2 separate regions of the Ovis aries genome follow, and region 1 is linked to region 2. A link is a contact called in public Hi-C data. All regions are on one chromosome and are shown on one strand. The core of a region is the stretch at or near the end of the contact, and the rest is flanking DNA. Distances in the headings are between cores, read along the strand shown. Region 1 holds the start of MRM3 (mitochondrial rRNA methyltransferase 3). Region 2 holds the start of NXN (nucleoredoxin).

Evidence for each region. Hi-C and Micro-C count contacts between places; a contact is called where the count stands out from the background.
Region 1: a contact with region 2 is called in a Hi-C map of hypothalamus, with 6 times the contacts expected there. The contact joins the promoter of MRM3 here to the promoter of NXN in region 2. A contact is called at or near these places in 16 of 16 Hi-C or Micro-C datasets (blood, hypothalamus, liver and 7 more).

What each region holds. Positions count from the first base shown.
Region 1 is chr11:21,982,876-21,985,632 of ARS-UI_Ramb_v3.0, forward strand. It overlaps MRM3 (mitochondrial rRNA methyltransferase 3), which reads right to left and starts at 1,309. Exons shown (of 6, transcript XM_004013238.6): 1 at 970-1,309; 2 at 681-721; 3 at 478-678. The coding sequence starts at 1,283. It overlaps GLOD4 (glyoxalase domain containing 4), which reads left to right and starts at 1,361. Exons shown (of 11, transcript XM_060395310.1): 1 at 1,361-1,442; 2 at 1,445-1,497. The coding sequence starts at 1,409.
Region 2 is chr11:21,810,412-21,813,381 of ARS-UI_Ramb_v3.0, forward strand. NXN (nucleoredoxin) reads left to right here and starts at 1,712. Exons shown (of 9, transcript XM_027975166.3): 1 at 1,712-2,169. The coding sequence starts at 1,810.

The DNA of each region.
Region 1 (2,757 bases), core at 59-2,558, 170 kb after region 2:
TTCTGTAATCTAGTTTCTTTTTTTTTTGGCCACACTTAAGTGGCTTGTAGGATCTTAGTTCTCCTATCAGGGATTGAACCTGGGCCCACAGGCAGTGAAAGCACCAAGTCCTAACCACTGGACTGCCAGAGAATTCCCAATATTTTCTTAAGTTTTAACTGGACATTAAAGGTTGAAGTGACCCCCAAAACATAAGGTCTGAGGAGGAGTGATTAAAGCTTGAAGTGACCCCCAAAACATAAGGTCTGAGGAGGAGTGATTATTCCCTGCAGACTATAAAACGCACAATACAAATGATGACAGAAAACTAGCTTCAGTTTCCACTTAAAATACAAGATTCACAGATTTGAACACTGTTGTAAGAAAAGGTTAGGCTCAGTAATATTTTCAATTTCATTTAAATTTGTTGCCCTGAGACAAGTATGAACAAATAATTCCAAGTCTCCCTTTCTACAAACACAGTGAACAACCACTGACCCATTATTCCCTGTGGTGTTACCAGGTCGGACCAATCCTTGATATCCTCAAATTTCACCTTAATAAGGCTAACACCTTTCAGCTTTTCAATGGGCAGCTCCTTTATGTATTCCAGACGGCTAAAGAAGAAAACTTTGGGCACAGCACCAGCCTTGAGAGCGTCTGCAATCAGCCTACGACCTTCCAGCAGGATCTTCCCTGCTTTTCTCGAAATGGCCTGGACTTAACTATGGTCATCACACTGCTGTGGGTGGAAACAAAAAGACAGGATCCTCATTACCGACACACATCGAGTTCTAGCAGACATGAAGAGCTTCGTAGTGAAAGAAACGAACGAACTGTTAGAAAGACACTTATTCTGCCCTCTGTGCATAATAAAAACCAGCGAGGTGTGCTGCAAGAAAGTCCTCCAACGCAAGGGAAAGAGGTCAAGCTCTCGCTATGAGGACTGAGGAGAAAGAGAAAACTCGACAAGCCTCGGAAACACATCACCTTAGCCTTTTGTCTCCAGGGAAAGCCTTATCATAGCGAAGCCCCGACTCTTCCCAGGTGCTGGGGGTCTGGGATGCTGGCCCCTGAATCTGCTGCTTCTGTCGCTGCTCCCGGGGACCGGCCTCTGCCGCCGCCTTCTGAGGCTGTTTCCTGGGATCAAGCTTCCGTTCCACAACCTCATCAGATGGAAACAGCACTTTCACGGGGCTCCGCCGCAATGCCCGGACCCAGCGCCGCGCATCGAGGTCCGAAGCCTGCACCACCCGCAGCAACGGTCGCGTAGCCCATCCCACGCGCTTCACTAGCGCCGCCATCTTCCCCGCCCAGTGGGCTGCGTCACGAAAGCGCGCCGGCGGTGGCCAGTGACATCACTAACGCGCCGGCGTCAGCTGTGGTTTGTGCGTCGCTGTACGCGTGACTGGTGGTAGTGTAGGTGGTCATGGCGAATCGCAGAGCTCTGCACTTCGTGTTCAAAGTGGAAACCGCTTCGAGACGGCTTGTTTCTATCGCGATGTCCTGGGGATGAAGGTGCAGGCAGGGCGGAGAGGGGCTGGAGCGCGAGGGGGCACGAGTGATTGAACCCCACCTGGCCGAGGGAGGAGAAAGTGGTGCGATGTGAATTTCACTGCCAACTCGTGTGTCGGACCTTAGCCCCAGGACTTCCCATTAACTGTAGTTTTCAGGTTCAGGAAGCATCACGAATTGCGGCTTGGGTTAGATGGGCTTTGAAAGGGGCTCACACTATTTGCCAACTGTGTGCGCACACAGGTCCTTTCAGTTTAAGTTCTTTCACGAATGGTTATTCCTGTCTTTGCGAAGTTTCTAGTCTGTGGGAAAGATAGTAAATAAAAGGTTACGTAATACTCTTCCAGTAAACAATGACTCTTCTGATTTGGAGCCTTTTGGTTTTAGATACCAGCATAATACAGAGCTCTACTTCTCTTGGGGCTGGTTTCAATGGATCACTCAGTCTGTCTAGGTGAACGCTCCAGCTCGTCTCTGAAGTGTGAACTCAGAATCCATTCTCCTTTCCAGCTGTGATTCTGCAGAGATCACCTGGGTGGCAAGCACAGGTGGAAGCTGTTGGAAGGCTCCTGCTACGCAGGGACTTTAGATGTCAACTGAAAGAAAAATTAACAACCTAAGATTTTTGAGTTAATTTTTATTTGGGAACCTTCCTAAGGACTCTAGTGTGGAAGACAGCCTCTGGATAGCTCTGAGGAACTGATCTGAAGAGGCAAGGGAGGAGCTAGAAGGTATATGAGTTTTTGCTTGAAGACGGGAAAGAACCCAAAACCATGTAGGAACATCAAGAGATTACTGCTAAGCACAGAAATAGCTCAAGTTAATGGTTTTAGTGCTTTTCTGTGCGTGGGGAGATGGGTTCTGAGTACCTTGAAATTCTTCCTTAGAAATGCATCTTAAATGTCGAGGACCAGTATCCAAAAGCAGAGATGGCTTCTTGTTTTTCCATTCTGAATTCCCTCAGGGTGTGCTGTTGGTGAGCAACTGCATTAGCTGATGGTTTGATCTTTGTTGAAATGGAATTGCAGGCAACATTGTTTACAGTGTGCAAGAGTAAGGCTTAATGTAGAGACACTGCAGAGTACAAAGGGAATTACCTAAATTCATCAGTCATTTAAAGAATATCACCTATTTCATAGTTCTGCTTTGGGCCTTGGTGACAAAGATGAAAATGACCCTGTTATCTGTCTTCAGTTAAGATCCTGGTTTGGTAGGAATTGTATTTGTACTTTGCAGATGGTAATGGAAGTTAAAATGTGGTGA
Region 2 (2,970 bases), core at 462-2,961:
TTGGATCGCATCTGATGCAATTCACGGGCATTTCCAGAATTTCAAAAAGATATCTAACAAATTAATGTCTGTTATGTTAATGGCTTTTATATGTTTTCACTAAAAAGTGATGCTTTCCATGTGTTGGTAATAATACTGTCTCTGCAGTCACACAGAATTTTGCCAGGACACTCAGAATGAACTCAGAATTCGCCTTTGTCATAGGGTTCTCGCCTGCCTAAAGGCAATCCTCAATCCAAAGAGCCTACTTATGAAATGAGCAGCAGTGTTAGGTGGATACTGAGAAAGTGGCTATCATTCAAGAGATTGCCAGTCCACCCGTGGTATCCACCTCCACCTCTTTTACCAGTTTCTGTGGTAACATTTCACTGAGCTGAGAACCAGTAGAATTCCTTGTTCTATTCCAGAAAAACTGGGAACCTTAGGCATTAAAATTTATGTTTGTGCCAAAAAGCTTGTGGTTATGTTATGAGGTTTAAATGAACTCTTGTAAAGCGGGTTATGATTTGTGTGTGTGTGTGTGTGTTTGTGTGTGTGGAAAGCAGCTATAAAATACAAATATTCTGCCTGGTTGCTGGTATCCCTGTCTTTTCTTGCTCTTTCCACTAGATGGCGGTGGATGCCCAAGAAATAACTTGCAAAGGGCCGGGGGAGGGCGGTGAGAGGGGTGTTCTTTTCTTTCACTGGGTTGTTGGTAGCTGAGCTGGCACGTTCTTGTTCCTCTGTTGCTAGTGGGCATGGTATAATTTTTCTTTTTTCGTGTATGTGTTGGGGGGAGGCCGGAAGACTTGCCACAGACCACCTGTTTAATCCAGGTTCAGTTTAAGCATAGGGTAGCATCTCGCCAGCTGGCCAAAAAAAAAAAAAAAAAAAAATCCATAGAATTTCTCTCAACTATCAACAGACTTGGGTAGAAGCTATGGAACCGTTTCAGGAGAGCAGCCAGCATCGATTTAGAGATGCCGCGGCATCTGTTGCCTATATTTGTGGAGATGGAAGAAAGCCACTCGCTGGTGAGGAATGACCGCGGCGACCTGGGGACTGAAATCCACACTGCGACCTGCGATCAACCCACAAGTACTTATGGATTCCCTCCCATGTGCCCATCACTGGATCAGAAGCTACGCAAGAAACAAGAGGTGGCGTGCTTCCGGCCTCTTGTGGTAGAGAACACAAAACGTACACAGAGAGATCAGCAAGACCTAGCCGGACCAAGTTAACATTGTGTGAAGACGGTTAAGTCCTACAAGTATTATGAGATCAGTGGGGGTACAAACGGCCAACGGGATAGGCTGTGGGTAGGGAGAGTGCAGGGAAGAAGAACAAGGAGGGATAAGAGAACTCGGGTGGGAATCTTTGGAGAATTCCGGAGAGAATTTGGAATTCGGGAGCGAAGAGGAAATGGGAGGGAAGGGAGAGGCCAAGCCCGGCCTGCGCGGACTGCAGCTTCGGAAAGCCTGGCTCAGCGGCCCCTTCTGCTTTCTTCACTTAGGTCCCAGGCATTTCCGACAGACCGGAGAGTCTCGGGTCAGCCTTCTCGCCGGGGCTATCTCGGGAGCACTTCGGCTACGCGGCGGGAGCCCGCGCCGCCGGCCGCAGCCAGTGCTCGGGAGGCAAGCTCTGCTACAAAGGGGGCGTGGCGTGGTGAGGGGGCGTGGCGTGGGCGTGGCGTGGGCGTGGCTCCCCTCCCGCCTGTGCCCGCCGACGCCGCAGCAGCTGCCGCCTCCGCCCGCCGCGCGGACCGAGGGAGCGGTGTTGCCGCCGCCTGCCCGCCCGGGTGCCTGCGAGCCCGGGCTGCGGTGGGCCAGGATGTCGGGCTTCCTGGAGGAGCTGCTGGGCGAGAAGCTAGTGACTGGTGGCGGCGAGGAGGTGGACGTGCACTCGCTGGCCGCCCGCGGCATCTCGCTGCTCGGGCTCTACTTCGGCTGCAGCCTGAGCGCCCCCTGCGCGCAGCTCAGCGCCAGTCTGGCCGCCTTCTACGGCCGCCTGCGGGGGGACGCGGCGGCGGGGCCGGGGCCGGGGCCGGGGGCCGGGGCGTCGGCGGAGCCCGAGCCGCGGCGCCGCCTGGAGATCGTCTTCGTGTCCTCGGATCAGGACCAGCGGCAATGGCAGGACTTCGTGCGGGACATGCCGTGGCTGGCGCTACCCTACAAGGAGAAGCACAGGAAGGTGAGCGGCGCCGGCCTCGTCGCGCGTTCCCGGGAGCTGGTCCTCGCGGCCCCCGGCGCCCCCGCTGCCCCCTCCTGTAGTGCACGCGCTTCCCCTGCCGCTCCTCAGCGTCCCCTACCTCTGCCCGCCCCGCGTCGCGGGACCCTGCTGGATCGGGGTTCCCGCGGCGGCAACTCGGTGTCGATGCCAGGCCGCGCCCGCTGGGGAACTTTGAAACCCCTCGGCCCCCGGGACCCTGACTCATGTCCTGGGGAGTCGAGGGCCGGGTCCCCACATGTTGGAAGCCTCCCGTAGCGGGTGGCTGCGGTCGGGGATCCGGACTCGGTGACCCCCAGCCCCGGGCTGAGGCGCGGGGAGGGGGCCCCTTCCTTCCCTCAGCCCTCGACTCCCCGCGGCTACCTGTGGTGGGGGGTAGGGCGCCGGCCCCCTACCCATAATGCCCGAACCAGGAAGTTTCCTCTCTCTCCGAGAGAAATCTGCTTTCCTGAGGCTACCTCCTGCTGTGGCCGAGGGCGGGTCCCCCGGAGCCCTGGGGTGGGGGTGTCGGCCGCTGACCGTGGGTTTGGGCGAGAAGGGAGCTTGGTCGTCTCCCCTTGCCCTCCCTCCGCTCCCCCTTTTCCCCCCTCGGACTGAACTAGAGGCCACCAGGGAGCCTTTCATTGTCTGGCTGTCCAGCCAGCCATCCCTCCTGATACCTCCCGGGCACTGGACCAGACCCGTCCGTGTGGCTATTAGTGGCTTGGTTGGTGGGCCACTGGTGTCTTGGCATCGAATTAAACGCTGAACCGATTCCTTAAGTGC